Regions from separate parts of the Mus musculus genome. Here regions 1 and 3 are each linked to region 2. A link is a contact called in public HiChIP or PLAC-seq data. All regions are on one chromosome and are shown on one strand. The core of a region is the stretch at or near the end of the contact, and the rest is flanking DNA. Distances in the headings are between cores, read along the strand shown.

Region 1 (4,262 bases), core at 382-2,881, 470 kb before region 2:
TTAGTTCATAATGTTGTTCCACCTATAGGATTGCAGATCCCTTTAGCTCCTTGGGTAATTTCTCTAGCTCCTCCACTGGGAGCCCTGTGATCCATCCATTAGCTGACTGTGAGCATCCACTTCTGTGTTTGCTAGGCCCCAGCATAGTCTCACTAGAGACAGCTACATCTGGGTCCTTTCGATAAAATCTTGCTAGTGTATGCAATGGTGTCAGCATTTGGATGCTGATTATGGGGTGGATCCCTGGATATGGAAGTCTCTACATGGACCATCCTTTCATCTCAGCTCCAAACTTTGTCTCTGTAACTCCTTCCAAGGGTGTTTTGTTCCCACTTCTAAGGAGGGGCATAGTGTCCACACTTCAGTCTTCATTTTTCTTGAGTTTCATGTGTTTAGGAAATTGTATCTTATATCTTGGGTATTCTAGGTTTTGGGCTAATATCCACTTATCAGTGAGTACATATTGTGTGAGTTCCTTCTCTCTCTCTTTTTAACATTTTATTTTTTTAATTTTTTAAAAATATTTTTATTACGTATTTTCCTCAATTACATTTCCAATGCTATCCCAAAAGTCCCCCATACCCTCCCCCCCCCACCCCCCTACCCACCCATTCCCACTTTTTGGCCCTGGCGTTCCCCTGTACTGGGGCATATAAAGTTTGCGTGTCCAATGGGCAACCATTCCTATCTGACCCTTTTCAGAAGAATGCCAAAATGGCTTTTATCTGTTTCCTCCATCGTTTGGGTCTAGCCACGGGTCAGACAATGGTGCATCATCCTACTTGTGGTGCAGGAGGGGAAGGGTGAGAGCAGTGTAGGACTCTTGGTTGTTTGCTGCTCTGAGAGTCAGCATGTTCTTGGACGTATCCAGCAAGGCAGCTGTTTCCAGAGCCCGAAGTCAAGCTGGTGGCATCCTTCTGCCCAGAGGAGGGGTTTCTAGAACTTGTGGATGGCTGGGGGAAACTGAGTCACAGCAGTGGTCAACAAGGTGCCCACTCTGTCACCATTCACTCCTGCCAACTAATCGGATGACCTCAAAATTCAGACTAACATACTCAATATTAGCCACATGATTGATGTAAAGAGTCCATTCATTTGGTTATTAATCTGTTGGTTCCCAAAGAGAACGCCATTCAATAAGCTGGGGGAACTTGTTCTTGGATACTTCCCACATGTCCTGACATATTGACCACCTGTGAGTTTTATTTGCAAGGAACCAAAAACATAAACAAAAACAAGAAAAGACAAACCAACCAATCAAACCACAACAACAACAAACTGGAAGATGCCATTAAGTTAGATGCCCATGCGCGCCCTCACTATCTCTGAATCTGGTTCTCTAGGTCTTGCTGGAACTACTTGTTGCTTGGAAATGGACACAGGTGCCCCGGCGTTGGGGCTTCTGTTAGACTTTAAATGTGACTCTGTAAACACTCATCTCTTCATAAGTACTGTCTCTGTGGAAATGGGGCTTTGCTCATAGACGTCAAATCTGTGAGGCTCCTTTGGAAGGTCCTTTCTAAAAGCAGCAAGATAAGCTAGCTTTCACAGCCCATTGCCTTTAGACATGGTATTCCCCGCAATTCCATTCATGCAGAGTCTATTTTGTGTATACAGCTGCTTCCGTGTCATGGGTTTGCCTTAACCAAATAATATAAACTGGGTTACTTAAACAAGAAGGACTTAGTCATTGTTCTGGAGGCCAGAAGTCTGAAACTAAGATGTGCTTTAGGTTGTCCTCTGATGCCCGTAGGATCCTTCCTTTTGCTTCTGGTTGCTGCTTATGCTGGTGACCTGTGATGGTTGGGGATTTATATGTTTATATTTCCATAATAAGCTAATAAGGTGTGGGCTAATAAGTCAGCTTTCTGGCTCAGTTTACTATCTCATGGTCTATCCTTGAGATTCAGGTAAGAAGCAGCTACCCCCACCCCCCACACTCTCTCCCCAGCCCCTTCCTGCAGTGAACCAAATGAGAAGACTGAAAAAACAGACTTGGTACTCATGTACCAAGATAATAGCGATCAGTCTCTTGAGCCCAAGGCAACAGAAGCTTCTGGGCCTTTCTCAGGCTAACAGCCCAGTTCCACCATGCTGTGTGGTCAAACATGAGAACCACTATTTGTCTTATTTTACATTTCCAACAGGTTATATAATACACAATATATTTCCAGTGTATTATATTTCTAATACACAACTGTGTTACTAATCCCAAATAAGACAAACATGTTATATAAGACAGGAGACACATAAATTATGTAAAGATAAAAGCATATAATGTTATGTAATTAATTTATATAATAGAATTGGAATATTGAATTTCTAATATGTGTGTTTTACATAAGAATCAGCCTGTCCAACAAAGCCTTGTCCCTTGGTTAAACAAACAAAACTTTTCAATGACAGATAACAGAAAAAGGGGGTGGGAATTAAAACGAAGGATAGTTCAACTCTTGTCTTTAATTTAACCATAAGAAAAAACTTGTAAAGAAAAGTGAGAAGATGGTTGGTTTCATAAATAAATGTAGGTATTACTTAAAAGACCCTATCATGGAGATGTCTTAAATCCCTGAAATACTGTCATCAGATCTGAGAAAAATTATCAAATTGAAATCAATCAGCTACTGAAGATATGACAGGTAATGAATCTGGTTCCTTCTCTGGGAGGAAGAGAATCATGAACTTCATTCCATGGATGCAGAAGAGCCTGGGGTGGGAATATTGGGCTCAAGCAAGAACACAATGATGGTTGATGGTTGATGGTGTTTCCTCTGAGGTTGGCTATAGGGAACTAAGCTGAATGAAGGGGTGAGTTATTTCATTAGCTAGGGTGCAAGAAGCAAGAGGACTTGCCCTCGGGGTACATTGCTCAGGTGAGCTGAAAGTCAGGGACAGTGTAATGATCAAGAATGATTCTGGTAGGATTGACCCCCAACTTAAGTATCCAAAAAATCTGGCTGAGGCTGGTGTCTCACACAGAAACTTGCTCTGATTTAGCAGGTCTGAAGCCTGATCCCACCAACACATTACAAATGGTTCAGAACGGTGGTTCCTCTGAGACATGTATGAGATTCCCGCCTAGAACCCAAGCAACGAGTAGAATTTCCCAGCAAGTCAGGAGACATGAAATCCTGGATCAGGAGGTACTGTGGATGTCACTGCTGCTATGTAGGGATATCTGAGAGCCCAGGATGAATGACAGCCAGCAAGATTATGGCTTCTAAGGGTTCAGGTACTTTCCAAGTTGAGCAGTGCTTCTCAAAAGGAAGTCTAGAGCTCAGAAAACAAACCGCTAAGGTATGGAGCTTGGGCACTGCTGAACCTAAGAAAATGCTCTCAGTCTACGTTCTCTCTGGAAGTGTAGGGCGGGACTTTCTATGAAATTCCCCTTAGCTACCTAAAGACCAGGTCAGAACCAAAAGAGGAACACAATTGCCTTCAGCTTTCTCACTGAAGTTTTATTATAAGGAAGATTAAATTCACACCGCAGAAGACATGACTGAAGCCCAAGGAATGTCGTTCCAGACCTTGGTTCCTGGACCAGACTAAGCCTGGTCTCCTGGCTTAGTCATCCATCCTACAATCCATTTCCTCTCTCTTCAAAAATCCCTCACACCTTCCATTTCCCTCTCTGGTGTAAAGAAGGATGTGCGAGCTTTGGGTCTTGATGGGTTACACCATCTTTGCTTTTCATCCATCTGATGCCTCGTGCTCATGCAGGCAGTGAATGCACAAGTCTTTTCCCCGCTAGTCCCTCTGTCTGTTCATCTCAGCATACTCAATTGTTAAAAAAAACTTTAGAGGGCAAAAAGGAAGTTGTTTTTTTTTTTCCTCCCATGGAGAAATACTAGGCGTCTTTAAACAGTTCTCTGAAAAAGAAAAAAAAAAATCTGGGTTACTTTTTGGCTATACATCACTAGTCACATGATAAATTATTTTTGTAGCCCTCTGGTTTGCCATTTCCCAGTTAGCACTTTCTGATTAAACAATGACAAGAGTTGTCACTCTCTTTCATGTCAAAGATATATCAGATATGGGAGGCCTCATTCTTGATAATGGGGCCATTCTTTATAAACCCCCTATACTATATATATATATATATATATATATATATATATATATATATATATATACATATATATATATGATATGGAATCACACTATATCATGGTGCCTCTCCTAAGAGTATAAATATTATTTGAAATATTTTGAGAAAAAATTTGTAGTGAAATAAACTGGCATAGGCTATGTCACATAAAGGA
Region 2 (4,156 bases), core at 973-3,472:
GCAGGAGTACATAGTGAGACTTTATCTCTCTCTCTCTCTCTCTCTCTCTCTCTCTATATATATATATATATATATATATATATATATGCAAAAAGAAGAGCAGCAATAGGAAATAAAAAGGATTAGAGTGGGGGGTATAGGGGGCTTTCAGAGAGGAAACTAGGAAAGGGAATAACATTTGAAATGTAAATGAAGAAAATACCTAATTAAAAAAGGGATTAGAGCAAAGGAGATACATAAAATATCAAAAAACCTTAGAAAGAACTAAATCAAAATGTATACCTTTGAAAAGGCAAATAAATGGAGAAACATTTAACTAGTCTGACAAAGAAAAGAAGAAAAAAGATAGTAGTCAGGTTACTAAACCCAAGTATGAAAGTGGGATACTACTACTGAATTTACAGAAATAAAATGACTATAAATGAAGGCTGGAAATGATGTCATCAAATTCAATAACCTAAGTAAAATTCTTCACAGTACACAAACTTTGAAAAATGACTCATAAAGAAACGAAAACTATGAATAAACCTGTAACCTATAGAGAGGTTGAATGAGCAATTTTACAGTTTTCTACAAAGAAAATCTAGGACAGGTGACTTCACTGTAGAATATTATCAAACATTAATATCAAGACTCTATTAATAGTAATCCTCAGGCTTTCAAGTCTAGAAAAGGGGAGGGCATGCTAACTTTTTAATGATTCTACTAATATGTTTGTGTTAAAGCCAATCTATGACACTTGTGCTGGTTAAGTACGAGTGGACCCCATAGGCTCACATATTTGAATGCTTGGTCATCAAGGAGTGGCACTACTTAAGATGGGATAGAGGTGTGGCCTTTTGGGGGTAGGTGTGGCCTTATTGGAGGAAGTATGTCATTGTGCATTTAAGGTTTCAAAAGCACCAGCCAGGCTCAGAATCCCTCTCTCTTCCTGCCAAGAGGATATAGCTCCCAGCTTCTTCTCCAGTACCATGTCTGCCTGCATGTGGCCATGCTCCCTACCATGGTGACAATGGGCTAGAACTATAAAACTGTAAGCCAGCTCCAATAAAATTACATATGTATATATACATATATGTGTGTGTATATATATGTATGTATGTGTATATATATATATATATATATACACATATGTACATATATATGTATATATATGATGGTTTGTATATTCTTGGGCCAGGAAATGGCACATTTGGAAGTGGTCTTGTTGGAATAGGTGTGACCTGGTTGGAATAGGTGTGTCACTATGGGTGTGGGCTTAATACTCTCACCCTAGGTGCCTAGAAGTCAGTCTTCTATTAGCAGCCTTTGGATGAAGATGTAGAACTCTCAGCTCCTCCTGCACCATGCCTGCCATGCTCCCACCTTAATGGTAATGGACTAAACCTCTGAATCTGTAAGCCAGCCCCAATTAAATATTGCTGTTGTTTTTTTTTTTTAATAAGACTTGCCTTGGTCATGGTGTCTGTTCACAGCAGTAAAACCCTAACTAATACTATATATACATACACACACACACACACACACACATATACACATACACACACACACACACACACACACACACACATATATATATACATATATATATATATGTTTGCCATGGTCATAGTGTCTCTTCACAGTGATAGAACAGGGTCTAAGGCACTACACTGTAAGAAACCAATATATATGTTGAATTTCTATACAACCAGTAATGAACAATCTGAAAGGAAATTAAAACAATTCCTTTTTCCAACAGTATCAAAAAACAGTAACCGATGCAGGATACCACTGCATAAAGATGGATCTTAGCAGAATGGAGAAATGGTTCCGTGGTTACAGTGCTTGCTGCATATCCACAAGGACCTGAATTCAAATCCCAGCACCCACATACCAAGACAGGCATATGCTCACTGTGCCTATAGCCTCACTCATAAAGGAGTGGTGACAAAGATAGGGGCTCTCTAGGACTTGCTGGCTGCCAGCCTAGCCAAAAATCAGAATCATAAGGTTCAGAGAAAACCAGCCTCAAAGAAATAAAGCATAAAGTGTTACATCAGTCGTCTCAACTTTACAAATGCTGCGGCCCTTTTAATACAGTTCCTCATGTTGTGGTAACCCCTGACCATAAAATTATTTTTGTTGTTACACCATAATTCTATGAATCATAATGTAAATATCTGATATGCAACCCCTGTCAAAGGGTCCTTTGACACCACCACCCCAATGAGTCACACAGGTTGAAAACTACTGTGTTAGAGGAAGCCACTCAAAACCTTCCTCTAGCTTCTGTGCTTACTCATACATATTACTATGCACATGCAAAGCACGCACACAAAGGAGTTAGACCCAGATCGGTGAAACACAATTGAATGTTCAGAAGTTACTTCCTGGGGGCTGGTGAGATGGCTCAGTGGGTAAGAGCATTAACTGCTCTTCCAAAGGCACTGAGTTCAAATCCCAGCAACCACATGGTGGTTCACAACCACCCATAATGAGATCTGATGCCCTTTTCTGGTGTTTCTGAAAACAGCCACAGTGTACTTATTTATAATAATAAAGAAATCTTTGGGCCAGAGTAGGGTTGACTGGAGCGGAGCGAGCAGGGGCAACCGGAGCAAGCAGAGATTCTAAAATTCAATTCCCAACAACCACATGAAGGCTCACAGTGTACTCATATACATAAAATAAATAAATAAATAAATAAATGAAGAAGAAGAAGAAGAAGAAGAAGAAGAAGAAGAAGAAGAAGAAGAAGAAGAAGAAGAAGAAGAAGAAGAAGCAGTAGCTATGTCCTTAGACTGGTTATCAATTGGTCTTACTGAATGCCAGTGTCACGTGGCTATCCCTAAGGGAGTGTGTTGATCGGGTCACCCCATTCTCTTTCCCTTATAAATTTCCAAAGTTTCTGTTTGTGTTTGTTGTGCTTATTGAGAAAGAATTTGAAAGAAAGGCATGCCTGATTATCATCCCAAAGTTCGGATAAGTTTGGAGACTTCTCCCCCTCCTTGTCCTTTGAGTTAACAATTAGCTGCTCTATCAATGACAGCATTAACAGGAATGAAATTCTGCCCAGCCAAGAAGCTGGGGGAGACAAGGTTCAAGGCTCATATGAAGTGCTGCAGAGCGTAGTTATGCCTTGTCAGGCCCACCCAAGCTCAGGCATCTCTCATAACCAGTTTAAGTGCCACTAATTTTCTAATTCACCTTAATCATAAACCTGAGTAGGAGAGATTACCTAATTGACAATCTCCAAGGGAGGGTGAATTCAAAACGAGTCCATCGGGATCTGAGGCTCACGCGTAGGAGGGCTCACCTCCAGAGAACCGCTCTTCCCATCGGTGAATCATACCGGCACACTCCGGGAGAAAGGGGCAAGAGTTAGGCTCAGTTCCAAGCGCGATGTCACAAGGTTATGCATCAACCCGTAGGCAGCAGCTGTGTTTGGCAGGGGAAGCTTCCTCTAATTAGGTATTGCTCCCTGTGGGCCATCCAGAAGGACCTTTCTTTTCTCCGCAGTTATTAATCAGCTATCCAGTATTAACAAGATCGGATCTGGAAGTATGCAATTCCTCTCTCCATCTTTCCTCCTAATCACTCAGCAGGCCACCTTACTAGCTAGCTCACTAATGAGGAGCTCGGTGACTGACTAACAAATTCACCCTGTTCCTGTCCTTAATGATCACTTGCGAAATGGGATACTTCCGCTACAGAGGCACAGGCCATTTGAAATGCTGAAATCATAGCTTTTCCGTGGCTTTCTGGTAAAACCTTATCTAAATTAGGCAATGCTAAAAAACGAGTAATTGAACATGTATCACACTGAGGAAATGCCTAGCTAGTGGACTTTTAAAAAAAAAAAAAAAAAAAAACACAGATTTAACACTTGGAAGTTGTCTTTCTCCAGAGACTGAGTTTCTTTTAACAAAGTTTCATCCTTCCGGAGCCTCGAGGAAAGAAGGAAAGTAATGGGAACAAGGGAGGGTCAGGGAGGAGAAAGATGAAGGCTGGAGAAGGAGAATATGGTCAAAATATGTGATATACTTTTCCCTTCTTTTTTATTTAATTGAAAGTATGGTTTTTATACAGTATTTTCTCATGGCTTCCTTCCCTTCATCTCCTCCCAGATCCTCCCACCCCACCTCCCCATCCATCCAACTCCATGACTTCTTTC
Region 3 (4,637 bases), core at 1,696-4,195, 390 kb before region 2:
TTCATATTTTTAGGTTGTTTCTCTCAGTTAATGATTTATAAGATTGTTAACAATATGTATTATTGATTATTGGTCCTTTCTTACATATTTAAGAAGTTATCTTCACCAATCAGAAGGGGTCTCTAGAAGTCTTTCTAATTATTCCTAAAGTTTTCTTTCTTTTTACCTTTAGCACATTTATATTTAATATAGCCACTACTTATTTCTATTTTTAGTGTGAGATAAAGGTTTAACATAAAAAAAAAATTGCCAAATCCACAACAGTTGCTCATATACTGCTACTTACATCCATTATCTCTATCCTACATGTGATGTTGTCAGCCCTTGGCATACATGGAGAATAGATCCAGGATGCCTATAAATGTAATTCTTGGGGGGTTTCTTAGCCTCCTTAATGCCTATATAACTTCAGGGCATTTCTATGCTTCCCCTAGCCAGTTTTAGCTCCTGAATACAGAGACTTGGTATATTTATTAAGTCTGCAAGCTTAAGCTGGGTAGGTTCTGAGCTACTCTGGCCTGACTAGGCTATTTATTACCCAGCAACATGTCCCATTACATGCCATCTGATCTTGCCTTGGCTCGCTCTGTCCATGTGTGTCCTCCTGACTGTTGTTCTTTCATTGAGACCTCATGGTAAATCCTCTTAGTCTTTCCTATCCTCATGGTCCTCTATTCCCCCCCCCCCTCTCTGGGACTCACTGATTCAGATCAGAAGTCCCACCCTATTCTCTTCTTCACAGCTAATTGGCTCATCAGCTCTTTTATTAACCAATCAGGGGTGTTGGAAGACAACTTTTGCATAACATAAAGACTGGCGATGATTGACCATACCATTGTCTGTACTGCAACGGGCCATCTGGGCATAGAATTCAGCATTTGAATACACAGTGCCTCAAACCATCCCTCAACAACCCCAGTCATAACCAAATCTACAAACACTCCAATCCCTTACATAATGGTAGAGAATTTGCATATAAACTATGCATATCTTCCTACACACCGCAAATCATTCCTAGATGATTACAATAACTAGTGAGGTGGAAATACAAGTTGGACGCTAATCTTTTGAAACACCAAGCCCCAAATTAAATGCTTTTATTTATAAGGTGTCTTGGTCATGGTGTTTCATCACAGTAACAGACAGTAACTAATCTAGAGGAAGGAGGTAGAGAGTTAAGAATCTTTATCTGAAGACCTTGTTGGATCTGTGTTGGGCAGAGGCATAAATGAGCAGCTACTTCAACAGATAAATGTTGATCAAAATACCATTTCAGGAGGCCTGAATGTTTTCTCTTTTAACAGCATGCTCTCCTTTAATTTTAGCTCCCTTTTCTTAGCAGCATTTCTCAGAAAAGCCACGACTAGGCCACAAAGTCAATTCTACTTTTTAAACTTGGTTCTAGTTTTCTCCTTGGGAAGGGTTGAGTCTCTGGTTTTCAGAGACAAACTAGGTAAGGTGGTAACAGCACATGCTGAGAATGCTGTGAGGTGCTCTGAGGATGTGGGTGATGTCAGAAGGAAGATGGGAAGGGCAAAGGAAGGGAGAAGGGAGTCTTTCTGAGCATCTGTGGTGTGCAGGCACCATGCGAAGAGCTTCACACCATCCACCTGGGTGATTTTTCAGTGACCTTTCAATAAAATGTTATAATCTTTACTTTCTGTGTAAATAAACAGATTAATCACAGAAGTAATTAACTTCCTCCAGGCAGCACAGATAGGAGATGGAATTGTGAGAACCAAAAGTCTGCATGGGGTCAAGCCCAGAGATCCTTCTTTTCCTAGTTAGGATGAAGGGATGGGATGGAAGACCAATGGAACTAACATCTGGACCACATTTGCTTCAAATAGGAACTACTTGTACCACTTCCACAGTAACTTCTCACCTTCTTCCAGATTCTGGGAACGTGAGCCCAGGCTGGCTCACATGTCTGAAGAAGCTACAGCCCCCCACCCATGTCACCCTGGAAAAGAAGGGTTCATAGAGCCTCAGCATACTCATTCCTCTCAACTCAGCTTTGATAGACCTTGTTCTTCCGTCTTCCTGGTTTGGAATCATGGTTTTAATTCATGTGAGATATGAAACACATTAGCGATCCGTGAAAGGGAACAACATAGGTTTACTTGTAATATTTCTTACACCTTAATTCTCAGTTCCACTATTCATAAGCAATATGACTGACTGCTCATGAAGACTGCTCTTAAAATCTCGAGAGATAAGCTTTGTAGCAATAGAAGACATCTCACTCGCTGGCCAGGTCTAGTGATGCACACCCACAATCTGTCATCTACTCAGGGTACTGAAGCTGAAGACTCCCAAATTCAGAACCTGCCTGGATTACAGAGTGAGCCCAAGGTTAGCCTGAGTAATTTTACAGAGGCACCGCTGTCTCCTAATGAGACAAGGCTTGCGCTGGAACTCAATGCAAGTATGCTTAGTTACCTTGTGTTAGGTTCTGGCTTTGATCCTTAGCACCACACAACGGAGACAGATGATAGGTAAATAGACCAACTGACCATCTGACCAACCGATGGTCCGGCAGACAGACATTATCTCAGGGTCTGGCACATGCTAAGCAAGCACTCTGCCCTAAACCTGTATCTGCAGTTTGGGATATAACTTGAATTACTCAGGAAGAGATTTTCCTTGATAGAACTTATGCTTCCTTTTCAAGTCAGCTATTCGCCTAGAGATTGGAATAGAGAGACTCCATACAAATCGTGGAAATTGAAGTTCCAAAGGCTACATTCAGCCATTGTCTGCTCCTCCTGCTTGGCCTTTCCTTCTGGCTCTTTAGGTTGCTAAGTTATTATTTCTGAACTCGCCCTTGTGCTGGGGCTGTGGGACTATTGTTGGCTCCCGAGGAAACAATAAGCCTAGGGATGCCAGGCCCCCTGCTTCTCCTCACACTGTTTACTTTGCTAGGAATGTGGTCCCTCCTATGTTTACGGATCAAATGCCCCACCCAGCTCCAGGCTCTGTGTAAACATCCCCTCCTCCCTGCAAGCTTGATTGGCTTCCACCTGCCAATCACAAGACAGCAAGGTAGTGACCAAGAGCAAGGACTGTGGGACAGCCACAGTTCGTGCCCCTGGTTAGCCACTAGGACTATGAATGATTTTCTCACTTTCTTTTTTCCTTTTGATTTTTCCAGAAAGGGTTTCTCTGTATAGCCCTGGCTGTCCTGGAACTCACTCTGTAGACCAGGCTGGCCTCAAACTCAGAAATCCTCCTGCCTCTGCCTCCCAAGTGTTGGGATTAAAGGCGTACACCACCACTGCCCAGCATTTTTCTCATTTTCTATGAGTCCATAAACAGGATTAATAATACTACATACTTTCTAGTTACTAGAGAATTAAATAAGCCAACACAAACCTGATGTCTAGAATAGCACACAATACATTGTTAGAAGTAACATGTCCCTGTCCAAACTACCACAGCCATGGAACTAAGTCTTCTATGTGATTACTAGTCTCTACTTCCAGCTACACAAATGATCACCTCTCCTTTTTTAGAGTGAAAGTGTCTCTGGATGTTTTAGCTTTGTCTCCCTTGCACTATCTCACACCAAGCAGGTCCGTCATCAGTAACTATAAAATGATTTCCACAGGAATTCTTGTGGTTTGAGCCTCCATTGCTAGTGTTTGAGCCATAACTCAAAATGAGTATCATCTTCCCTAGTCATAAGGCATTTGCTCTTTCTCCCATCACAGCCTTGGATGGTACTCTTGATAAGGTACCTCCTTTTGGAGAAAGTTCAATAATATGTTCATCCTGGAGCTTGGGTTGTAGTAAGAAACTACTTCCCAGGATGCTTTGCAACGTAGACATGGGATTTAGAAAGCTTTGTCAGCTTAACCAGGCATAGTTCATTTGTTCCTGGAGGCCTGGCTCACTGAACAAAAAAAGGCAAAGCATGATTTTTTATTAAGAAATAGATCTCTGAAGGAGCTGCTTAAAAACTCTTTTTGGAAGGTTAGAATATTCTCTTTCTAATATGGAAGTTGATTTGGTACACAAAATCTGCACTATCCAAAGAATCAATGCTATCCAGTGAATCCATTGTGGAGTCAAAAATAAAGAGGTCAGAGGCTCAGGAGAGGTTGCTGGTTTTACCCATTGTCACCAGGGTAGGGGTTGTTTACTAGAAAGCACCAGACTCTCTGTTCCAACCTCCACTATGGACACACTGACAGTTTCTCACAGTTCCTGTCCCTCCCTAGTGTTCTAAGTCCCTAGTTGTCACTGAAGCATCTGTCAGGGCACCATTTCCCCACAGACAAATCTGTATCTGCTTCTGAGATTATGTTAGCTTTCATTTTGCATTCTAAGTAAAAGTATTCCTTAATGGAGACATTCTCTGTCTTGTGTTAATATTTAAGGAATGTTCTATTTTTATTGACAGTATGGGGAAGAAGAGATCAATATTATCCAAATTTACTTGGTTTCCTGCTAGTATCAAGTCCTGGTGACATCAAATTTTAATCTCATCCCATATTCTGGATGCTCCTCTTTGCATTTCTCCATTCATGAATAGAGCTTGCAACTTAATCTCATGAAATCTATCCATGCTTTCTAGTCAACCATCTGTTTACTCAATGTTGTATGTGTACAGTGTGTGTATGTGTGTGTGTGTG

Evidence for each region. HiChIP or PLAC-seq counts read pairs in DNA pulled down with a chosen protein or histone mark.
Region 1: a FOXA1 HiChIP or PLAC-seq map of pancreatic cancer cells shows a contact between it and region 2. The contact joins two enhancer-like sites. A contact is called at or near these places in 1 of 484 Hi-C or Micro-C datasets (Th1 cells) and 3 of 115 datasets of contacts at active chromatin or transcription factors (CD8 T cells, embryonic basal ganglia and pancreatic cancer cells).
Region 3: a FOXA1 HiChIP or PLAC-seq map of pancreatic cancer cells shows a contact between it and region 2. The contact joins two enhancer-like sites. A contact is called at or near these places in 4 of 484 Hi-C or Micro-C datasets (adipose-derived mesenchymal stem cells, bone marrow-derived macrophages and nephron progenitors) and 2 of 115 datasets of contacts at active chromatin or transcription factors (astrocytes and pancreatic cancer cells).

What each region holds. Positions count from the first base shown.
Region 1 is chr8:34,662,025-34,666,286 of GRCm38.p6, reverse strand. No RefSeq gene overlaps it. Among named protein-coding and RNA genes, the nearest start is that of B930018H19Rik, 24 kb to the right of the region's middle. Within about 2 kb of position 1,631, at least 11 of the 459 cell types and tissues checked have an H3K27ac peak or open chromatin away from gene starts, as enhancers often do. A contact at or near this core is called in pancreatic cancer cells, where this site is marked.
Region 2 is chr8:34,188,322-34,192,477 of GRCm38.p6, reverse strand. No RefSeq gene overlaps it. Among named protein-coding and RNA genes, the nearest start is that of Gm33638, 17 kb to the right of the region's middle. Within about 2 kb of position 2,222, at least 36 of the 459 cell types and tissues checked have an H3K27ac peak or open chromatin away from gene starts, as enhancers often do. A contact at or near this core is called in pancreatic cancer cells, where this site is marked.
Region 3 is chr8:34,576,574-34,581,210 of GRCm38.p6, reverse strand. No RefSeq gene overlaps it. Among named protein-coding and RNA genes, the nearest start is that of Gm46068, 6.1 kb to the left of the region's middle. Within about 2 kb of position 2,945, at least 24 of the 459 cell types and tissues checked have an H3K27ac peak or open chromatin away from gene starts, as enhancers often do. A contact at or near this core is called in pancreatic cancer cells, where this site is marked.